Regions from separate parts of the Triticum aestivum genome. Here region 2 is linked to region 1. The links are chromatin contacts, called in public HiCAR-type maps. All regions are on one chromosome and are shown on one strand. The core of a region is the stretch at or near the end of the contact, and the rest is flanking DNA. Distances in the headings are between cores, read along the strand shown.

Evidence for each region. HiCAR-type assays count read pairs that join an accessible place to other places.
Region 2: a contact with region 1 is called in a HiCAR-type map of leaf, with 3 times the contacts expected there. The contact joins the promoter of LOC123129668 here to the promoter of LOC123129630 in region 1. A contact is called at or near these places in 4 of 5 Hi-C or Micro-C datasets (leaf and an unstated tissue) and 1 of 1 datasets of contacts at active chromatin or transcription factors (leaf).

What each region holds. Positions count from the first base shown.
Region 1 is chr1B:439,280,637-439,284,874 of IWGSC CS RefSeq v2.1, forward strand. It overlaps LOC123129630 (serine/arginine-rich-splicing factor SR34), which reads left to right and starts at 2,417. Exons shown (of 14, transcript XR_006463680.1): 1 at 2,417-2,765; 2 at 3,170-3,264; 3 at 3,990-4,055. LOC123129654 (chaperone protein dnaJ 49) reads right to left here and starts at 2,519. Exons shown (of 4, transcript XM_044549734.1): 1 at 2,342-2,519; 2 at 1-1,175. The coding sequence starts at 1,117. The coding sequence ends at 17.
Region 2 is chr1B:439,442,244-439,446,481 of IWGSC CS RefSeq v2.1, forward strand. It overlaps LOC123129668 (phytochrome A-associated F-box protein), which reads left to right and starts at 2,290. Exons shown (of 1, transcript XM_044549741.1): 1 at 2,290-3,807. The coding sequence starts at 2,442. The coding sequence ends at 3,557.

The sequences.
Region 1 (4,238 bases), core at 1,167-3,666:
CACCACGTGGGAACTATTATGCCACATCAAGGCTCCGTAGCTTGTCACAGTAAGGCGTAGGGTAGTCATTGGCCCATTTACGCCGATGGAGTTCCACACGACAGTTTCTTCCTAGCATAGTCTTATAATCTCTGAAAACATGATCCTCAAGGTTATCTCTAGTAGGGCTTCCATGTGGAAACTGCTGATCAAAATCTTGTTTGCTGACAAAGTACTCCACCCCATGCTTATCAGTGACTTTTGAAATGGGAAAGTTGTATGTCTTGTGCAGGGCATATTGAGGCTGCTGCACTGGAATGAATGCAAACAAGACAAAAAGTAATACGACCGACAGGTGCATCAATACTGTTAAGTTTATGAACGACCCACCCTGTACAGGATGCTCCCTTCTCTGTTGCTCCTGCCTACCTGCTTCTCTTGTTCTGTAGACATTGTGACCACGGAACGAATTATCACGAGTACCATAGAAGAAAGACCTGAATATCTCATCTGGATCTAAATCTTCTTCATAATTATAGAAGCCATTTCTTGTTTGCCTCCTTCGCCTAGCAGTTCTCTGCCTCATGACATTGGAATATTGGTCGTTAACCTCATGCCCCTCAAGTGTGCCTGTCTGATCATAGGTCTTCCGTGACTGATCATTGCCTAGGCACTTGAAAGCCTTGCTGAGCATCTTGAATGCATCTTCTGCCCCAGGAGCCTTGTTCTTGTCAGGATGAATTTTCAGTGACAGCCTCCTGTAGGCCTTCCTAATCTCCTCCAAGGAGCAAGTCCTTTCCACTCCAAGAATTGCATAGTAGTCTTTGTTCTTCCTGATATCACGGATAACTCTAACATTCTCCTCGGTGTAACCTTTATCAACATTAGAAGGACCAACAAATTCTTTTGGCGTTTTTAGGTTTTCATGGCCTCTTGTGGTCTTGTCCTGGCAAGCAGTACCATTCAGATTCAGGGGATCAAACTTTTTGGTTGAGGTCAACAAATCAACAATTGGAAGGCTGGGATCCAATCTTTGGGCAATTCGAATAAATTTGTCTGCCCGCTGTCTATCTCCAGATGCTAGCGCAGTCTGTGCAAGCTTGACAGACCTCAAGGCCTCATCTTTGTTCCCCTCCATGACTTAAGTCGGTCGTTTCCTGCTGGATTAAATATAGGCAGGGCGCTAAACTGATGCCCTGTGAAACAAGAGTAGATAAGATATCAGAAGAAATTAAAAAGTTTTTAGTGTGACTAACAAACTATGCATTCATAAGAAAATGAACTGTATGAAAATGGTATATAATTCAAGAAATAGATCAGCATCAGGAATTAGTTGATGTAAACAAATAGCCCAACTAAGAATTAGCAAACTCCTGGGAGCTCTCAAAATCAGAAAATCCTGTACAACATCATTATGAGCAGATTTAGGTAAGACCAAAACTAAACAGATTATCGCGTTCATCCATTACACAAACAAAGTACATACGTTGAGCGAATTTTCTTGATGCCATAAACAAATTTAGCATGGAAAAACCAATTGGTCAAACATCGCCATTCCAAAATAGCACTGACCTGCACAAACTGGTGGAAGGAACCAAACAAGCAACGGACACAGTACATAGCTCAACCTTGATCTCTCCATGGAGATCCCAAGGACGCAAACCACATCCTTTTTTCTGGTCTTTAGCGCAGTTCATGTGGAGTTGTGTTAGGGAAATGTTTTCCTGAGATCCATCTACTTTTAGCCCCCTTGATTTGTTGTTTGTATTTGTTCTGCTTTGGGCCTGTAGTAATCGTAAACTGAGAGCCTCAGCGACAGCGTGTGGCGTGAGTGTGTAGGGCTGTTATGCGTGCCCGGTGTGGCTTTATTAATCTAAAGCCAGGCTCCGCTTGAGCCTTCCATCGAAAATAGGCTCAACCTAAGAACTTCTAGGCATTCAACAACTCAAGTAATCAGCAAGCAATCCGGCCGAGAAGGTCCAAACCTGCCATACATGGCCGCTCTGCTGGCCAAAGCTCCCAAGCAAGACCCACTTAAATTCTGTCTGCTCTAGAATTTGGGCTAGAGGAACCGGCAGATACTATTGAACTACACAGAATCCTATGCCTGATCGATCCAAATTAGCCGCCGAGTAGAAAAAGCAAGATCCTGGCTAAACAAGACCCACGCGTACACGAATCAGTCGACCCTACCTACCGCCCCGATTCTCGCAAACCCTAGGCCGCACAGCATCGCAATCAGGAGGAGCAGAAGAGTCCAAGTTGCCGCGAGTACCCGTGCCCGCGGCTACAGGATCAAGGCGAAACTAACAGAGTTGGGATTCTGGATTAATCTGAGAAGCGATCGACCGGAAGTTCTTACCGGGAGGAGACAGGAGACAAGCCGGCGCGGCGAGGAGACCCGCGCCACCGCCACCGTCCGACGGGGGGAGACCAGGAGAGGAAGAAGAGGATGGGCGGAGGAGGCACTTTTCCGCGGAGCCCCTCGGGTTTTACCCACTCTCACGATCCCCACCACCCAGCGGACGGCTTTCTGAGACTGGGGCTGGTTGGCGGTGGCTGGGGCCCGCCCAAAGCCCAGAAGTTTAATCCACGGCTGGTCTATGCGGCACGGATCGTAAAGCACGCGACCCCCCTCACTGCCTCACTCCACCTTTCATATCGGCCGCCGCTTTTCCCCCCGGCCCCGAAGCTTCTCGATCCCTCCCCCCGCTTCCGTTTCCGTTTCGTCCCCGCCGTCGCCCCCTCGCCGCGGCGGCGGAGTCGCCCGCACTCGCTGCGCGCAGGTCAGTCGAACCCTAGCTCTCCCGCGCGCATAAGCTTCCGCTCCTCCCTCCTGATCGCTGCTGCTCTTGCGTGTTCATTTTCTTCCTCTCTCCGCGCGGTAACGGCGTCCTGTTTTTTTTCGGGTTCAGCGATAGAGTTGTCGTCTTCGCCGCAGTCGTGGTCTTAGTGGTTTCCGAGAGGTGAGACGCAGTGCTTGTTCGTTCGGTTGTTTACTTAGTTCTTATTTCCCCTTGAGCAACTGGGTCGATTTATTTTTCCTTGACGAAATGGGTCGGAAATTTCTCTTGATTGATTCCCGAACTTGGGTCGCCACTTCTGCTATTTGATTCCCGCCGAGAACTTTGCTTAGGTTTGTGCGAGCTAGCAGCTAGTTGCTGATCTGTTTTTTTTTCCTTTCTTGCAGGAACGATGAGCCGACGTAGTAACGGCCGCACCATCTACGTGGGCAACCTCCCCGAGGACATCCGCGAGAGAGAGATTGAGGATCTCTTCTACAAGGTTAGGTTCTAAATAGTTTGGGTTCCTTCACCTGTACCTTGCCTTGGTGCTTCTATTCTGTTAAGAAATTGCCAGTTCAGTTGTAAGGTGGTCGGCATTATGTTCTGATATCAGCTTAAACTGCATACTTTGCATTAGCAGTTACACATGGAGGTTATTCATTAAAAAAATGAACCGATGTACTCCCTTCGTCCCATAATGTAAGACGTTTTTTCGTAAGACACATGTACGTATTTTCATTTTTCTTGTAGCATGGACTATTAAGAGTGTTTGCGCTTGTGTGCACTGGACAAGATAGATTGATATTGTAACGCCAGTCGAGACGTACTCTCAGTCTCTCACTGCGTCATCACCGTGACGTAATAAAAAAACTGGTGTTCAGTGTGAATTCCACAATGTCAAATTTTCAGTTCTATTCTCCACCAAAAATAATCAGTTTTATTTCACCTTAACCTAAATGGCACCTCTTGAGTTTATCATCCTATGTGGGTATTGCAAGAGGATTTGCAGAAGACAAGCCAATTTGGTTCACAATATGATACTCCCTCCATCCGGAAATACTTGTCATCAAAATGGATAGAAAGAGATGTATCTAGAACTAAAATACGTCTAAATACATCCCATTTTATTCATTTTGATGACAAGTATTTCCGGACGGAGGGAGTATTATTTTTTTTCTGTTTAGGGAAGCATTCATTTAATCTTCTATTACTTTGCTTCTGCAGTATGGTCCTATTGTCGATATCGATCTGAAAATTCCTCCAAGGCCTCCTGTTTATGCTTTTGTCGAGGTAATGTGCTGTGGTCATTGTTTTGTTAGAATATTTACTCTTGCTCACTTTGTATTCGTATTTTATAGTATAAATTATTTCATGGTTTATGCTTTCGTCTTTTGACCTTTGGGACACGTTGATTTTGCTCTCTGGCTTATAGAATACTAAAACAAGATGATTCCATCCCATCCCTAGAAGCCA
Region 2 (4,238 bases), core at 1,040-3,539, 160 kb after region 1:
CCATCCCATTTGAGGTAGCGGCCGACAAGCAGGTTGTCTCTAGCATCTTTGGATCCTGATTTGGTGGCTTTGGGATTGCTCAGACTTAGGCCAGGAGAAATCCATGCTCGGCTTGCCGATGCTGGCAGCGATGACACTCGTGGGTGTCGTTTCCCTTCTTGGAGGCGCTGCCATGGCCTCTATCCATGCCCTCCTTCGAGCATCAGAGGAAACCCTAGGTCCGGTTCTCTGGACTAGATGGCGGTGATGTCACGACATCATTCCCCTTCTTGATCTTGGTAGCTCGTGGTGTCCTGGTGTTGGATTTGAAGATGTTCAACGTCCTGCTGATTTGGTGTGCTCCTCTAGTTTTGGGTTTAGTGGGTTCAGTTGTGTCCTTCACCCTGTTTGGGCTAAGCACCCCATGTCTCTCTGCTTAAGACACCATGCTCATGCCTTCTTGCGTTCATGTCATGTGTTGTACCCTTTATTGTACTCATTCTCCTTTCTTCTATCAATGAAATGATACGCAAGTTTTGCTTATTCACGGAAAAAAGGAGAAGGAGTGCAAACTATTCATAAAAATATAGTATGAAACACACAACATATACATTTGAAGGTTTTAAATCCTCTAAAGATCTAAGTCTATGATAAATTGGCTTCCATCCATAGTTTTAAAAAGAACCAACGCCTTGTCTTGTTTTTAAGGTGTATTGGTCTTTTAGTAAAAAATAGGGAGAAATATTCTAAAAATGGTGCGTAAACTAGGGATCAAACACTCAAGGCTAATTAACCAATTAGGCTAACAATACTTTGTGGTTTATTAATGGTTTACAACTAATATTCCGTGTATTCATATAATGTGAGGTTAAAATTTTGGAAAATTTATCTTAAGTGCTCTATTTTTGTCACCAATGAATCAATGACCCGGTGGTCCAACCAATAAAAACCTGAACCGACAGCCTCACGTGTTCAGTCGCCGGTTCGGTTTTTAAACTATGCTTCCACCCTATTCATGAAGTACTCATAACATTGACATTTGTAGTTAGGATCGGACAAGGCTCTGTTAGACCCGAGAGAATCAAGCTTTGATTGGACGTTAAAGAGAATGGTTGTCGTTTCAACCCAGGATCAAACCTCATGTTTATCACAATGTGTGTCTTAGACCTTGTATAATGTAGGTGCTAAAACGGGTGCCTCAATAAGAAGATAATGGTTTTATTTATGACATAGGTTTGCACGAGTAATCGGGTTGGGGGGGGGGGGGTGTAGAAGCAAACTTTGGCTTCCAATGCTAGCCGGTGCTTATGAGAGATAAATGTTATCCTGATTTCACAGATACTACAATTGAACAGTATCTAAGAACCCGTGTGAAGCACATGGTAGGTACATTTATTTTGAGATGTAATTATATTACTATATGTTCTTCTCTCCTAGGAGTGAGAGTGGTCTTCTAATCCGTGTTTGCACAACTCATAACATTATATTTCTCTTTTGTGTTGTTTGTTGTTGCCTTTTTATCAACCTAGCATGTGTCAATCTGCTAGGGTGATTGTAGTAATATTTTGAAGTAATGCTAGAGCTACAGAAAAACAATTACGGATTTAACGGACTTGGTTAGATGAAATATTAGGATTGAAGCTAAGGAGGAGGGAGGGGCCCCACCCCTTCGAAATTAGAGGGGGGGGAGGGGGGTATTCTCGAAACAGGGAGGAGAGAATTATTTGGAAGCTTTTGTAAAACGAGCGTAGATCGCCCATAGGTCTAGGATTATGGTTTGAGATATCGTGCACCTATGTGATTGTAATAGCGTGTGTCATTATATCTGTATTTATTAAAAATCTTGTCTACAACGTATCTTATGTGAAGCGCACGCTGGGTACCCTTTGAGATAAATGTTTATCCGTGTGACAATATTTTTGAGATGTACTGTAATTGTGTTCTCTCCCTTTAAACACCGATATGCATAAGCACCCGACGCTGCACATGGCCTTATGAGGGCTGGTCCTTTTTTTAGCAGGAGGTGAGTTTGTTTTTTCTAGCAGCCGGTCAAGTGTGTGGGTGTGATGGAGTTGTGTTGTGCCTGCATGCATGGTGTTCCTGGGACTGGGAGGAGTGAGAGACAATGCTCTGTTGGAAGAATGTTGAGCCCCTCGTTTCAATCGAATAAAATAATCGTGGAGGTTGACACACGGGGGCCGAGAGTGACCGCTCATCGTTCGGCACACCCGCGCAGCCTCCATCCACACGTTGGGATTGCAGGCAAGAGTTTTGTAACGACAAGAAAAGCATCATCTCATCCGTCTCCCGCAGCCCCCAGCCCCCAGCCCAGGCCACCACCACAGAAAAACGGACCCAACACAACCCGAAAGTTAAACCAGCCTCGCAACCGAACGGCCGAACGGTCAGCAGCGCAGCCACTCGCTCGCCAAGAAAGCAGGAGCGCGACGCGGGCCGCAGCCATGAGCGGCGCGGAGCAGCAGCAGCAGGGGGAGATCGCCGTCGTCGTCGCCAAGAGGCGGAGGGACGGCAAGGAGGCTGCTGCGGCGGCGGAGGAGGTGGAGCCGCTATCGGCGCTGGCGGACGACGTGCTGCTGCAGATCCTCGGACGCCTCGAGGGGGACCCGCGCGACTGGGCGCGCGCGTCCTGCGCGTCCCCGCGCCTCGCCGCGCTCCTCCGGGCCGCCTGCTTCCCGCCGCGCCTCTCCCGGGCGCTCCCCGCCGAGCTGCTCCCCGCGGACGGGGCGCCCGCCGCGTGGGCCGCGCTCCACAAGATGTCCGTCTGCTGCCCCGGCCTCCTCCGCGCCGGGATCCTCCTCGAGCCCTCCGACGACTTCGGCCTCGAGCTCGACATCGGCCCCGACCTCACCGTCCCGGCCTCCTCGTCATCCTCCTCCTCATCCCTCGAGCCCACGGCCACCTCCTCGCTCCAGCCGCCCAAGGCCGCCGCGCAGGCCGAGCCGAGACCCAGCGACGGCACGCTGGCCGCCACGGACGCCGCCGCGTGGTCCCTCTACGATGACCTGTACCTGGACGCGGCCTACGACTGCTCCGAGACGCAGATCGCCGCCGCGCCCGCGCCGGCCGCAACGGCAGAGGAGGAGGAGGCGCCGCCGGCAGCCAATGCCGTCCGGCGCGGCGTGGTGTCAGGTACCCGTCGGCGGGCGCGGCGGTGGCTGGGGCCCGTGGGCTCGCACCTGGCGTCGGGGTCCTGGACGCTGAGCCGCGAGCAGGGCAACAAGCTGCTGGCCAGCCGGTTCCGCGGCGACCGGCTGTACATCTGCGAGTGGCCCGGGTGCGTGCACGCGGAGGAGCGGCGCAAATACATGGTGTTCCGCGGCGTGTTCCAGGACTTCGCGCGCTCCCAGGTGCGGCGCGCGCTGCGGGACACGCGGCGCCCCACCGTGGCCGTGGACTGCGCCTTCTGCGGATGCACGGAGGCGTGGGACCTCTACTCCGCCTTCTGCCTCCGCAGCTTCTACGGGTACCACGACGACGGCGAGCCCGTGGTGCGCGCCTACGTCTGCGAGAACGGCCACGTCGCCGGCGCCTGGACCGAGCGCCCGCTCTACGCCTGACCGCTTGCTCCAGTCCGGTCCGGCGGCGACGACATGACAGGCAGGCATGCCACGCTCTGGCATTGCTAGATCGATCGCCAAGCAGCATAGCTCGCAGGCTCTCACGAGAATTCGGTGCGTGCATGGCCGCGATGTGGATCTCGGCGAGCTCCGAGTGATGCATCTGTTCTCTTGTATCTTTTCATCCGATGTAGTAACTTTGGCTGATGCTTAGCATAAAAGAAGAATGAAATGGATTTTTTTACAACAACATTGGCGCCATATATATGTACCCTGACGAGTTCAGATTCACAATCCGCGTCCTATGCAGCTATGTTCTGCAATTAGAATACCAATTACGCTCCACACTTGCTAGGTTAGGGTAGGGTTGATCATCCTTGTTGGCATACTGGGCTTTTGAATCCTCCCCTTTCCGATTATTATCTTAAGCCACAACTTGCAAGTTAGGGCTGGCATCAAGAGGATCCATGCGTGTCAGAGATTACGAATATGATAATCAAAATTACCCAAAATGACATCAAGTTAGGGCTCGGTGACCTGTTGGTTCGTACGGATGGATGATAGTGGGGAGGAGATATGAGATGCCTTTCATCTTTCTGTGGCCCTTCGTTATCCACAGATTTGCTGTGGAGATTGCAGATATTTGATGCGTTGCTTCTCCGAGGTTTCTTTTTTCTTTTT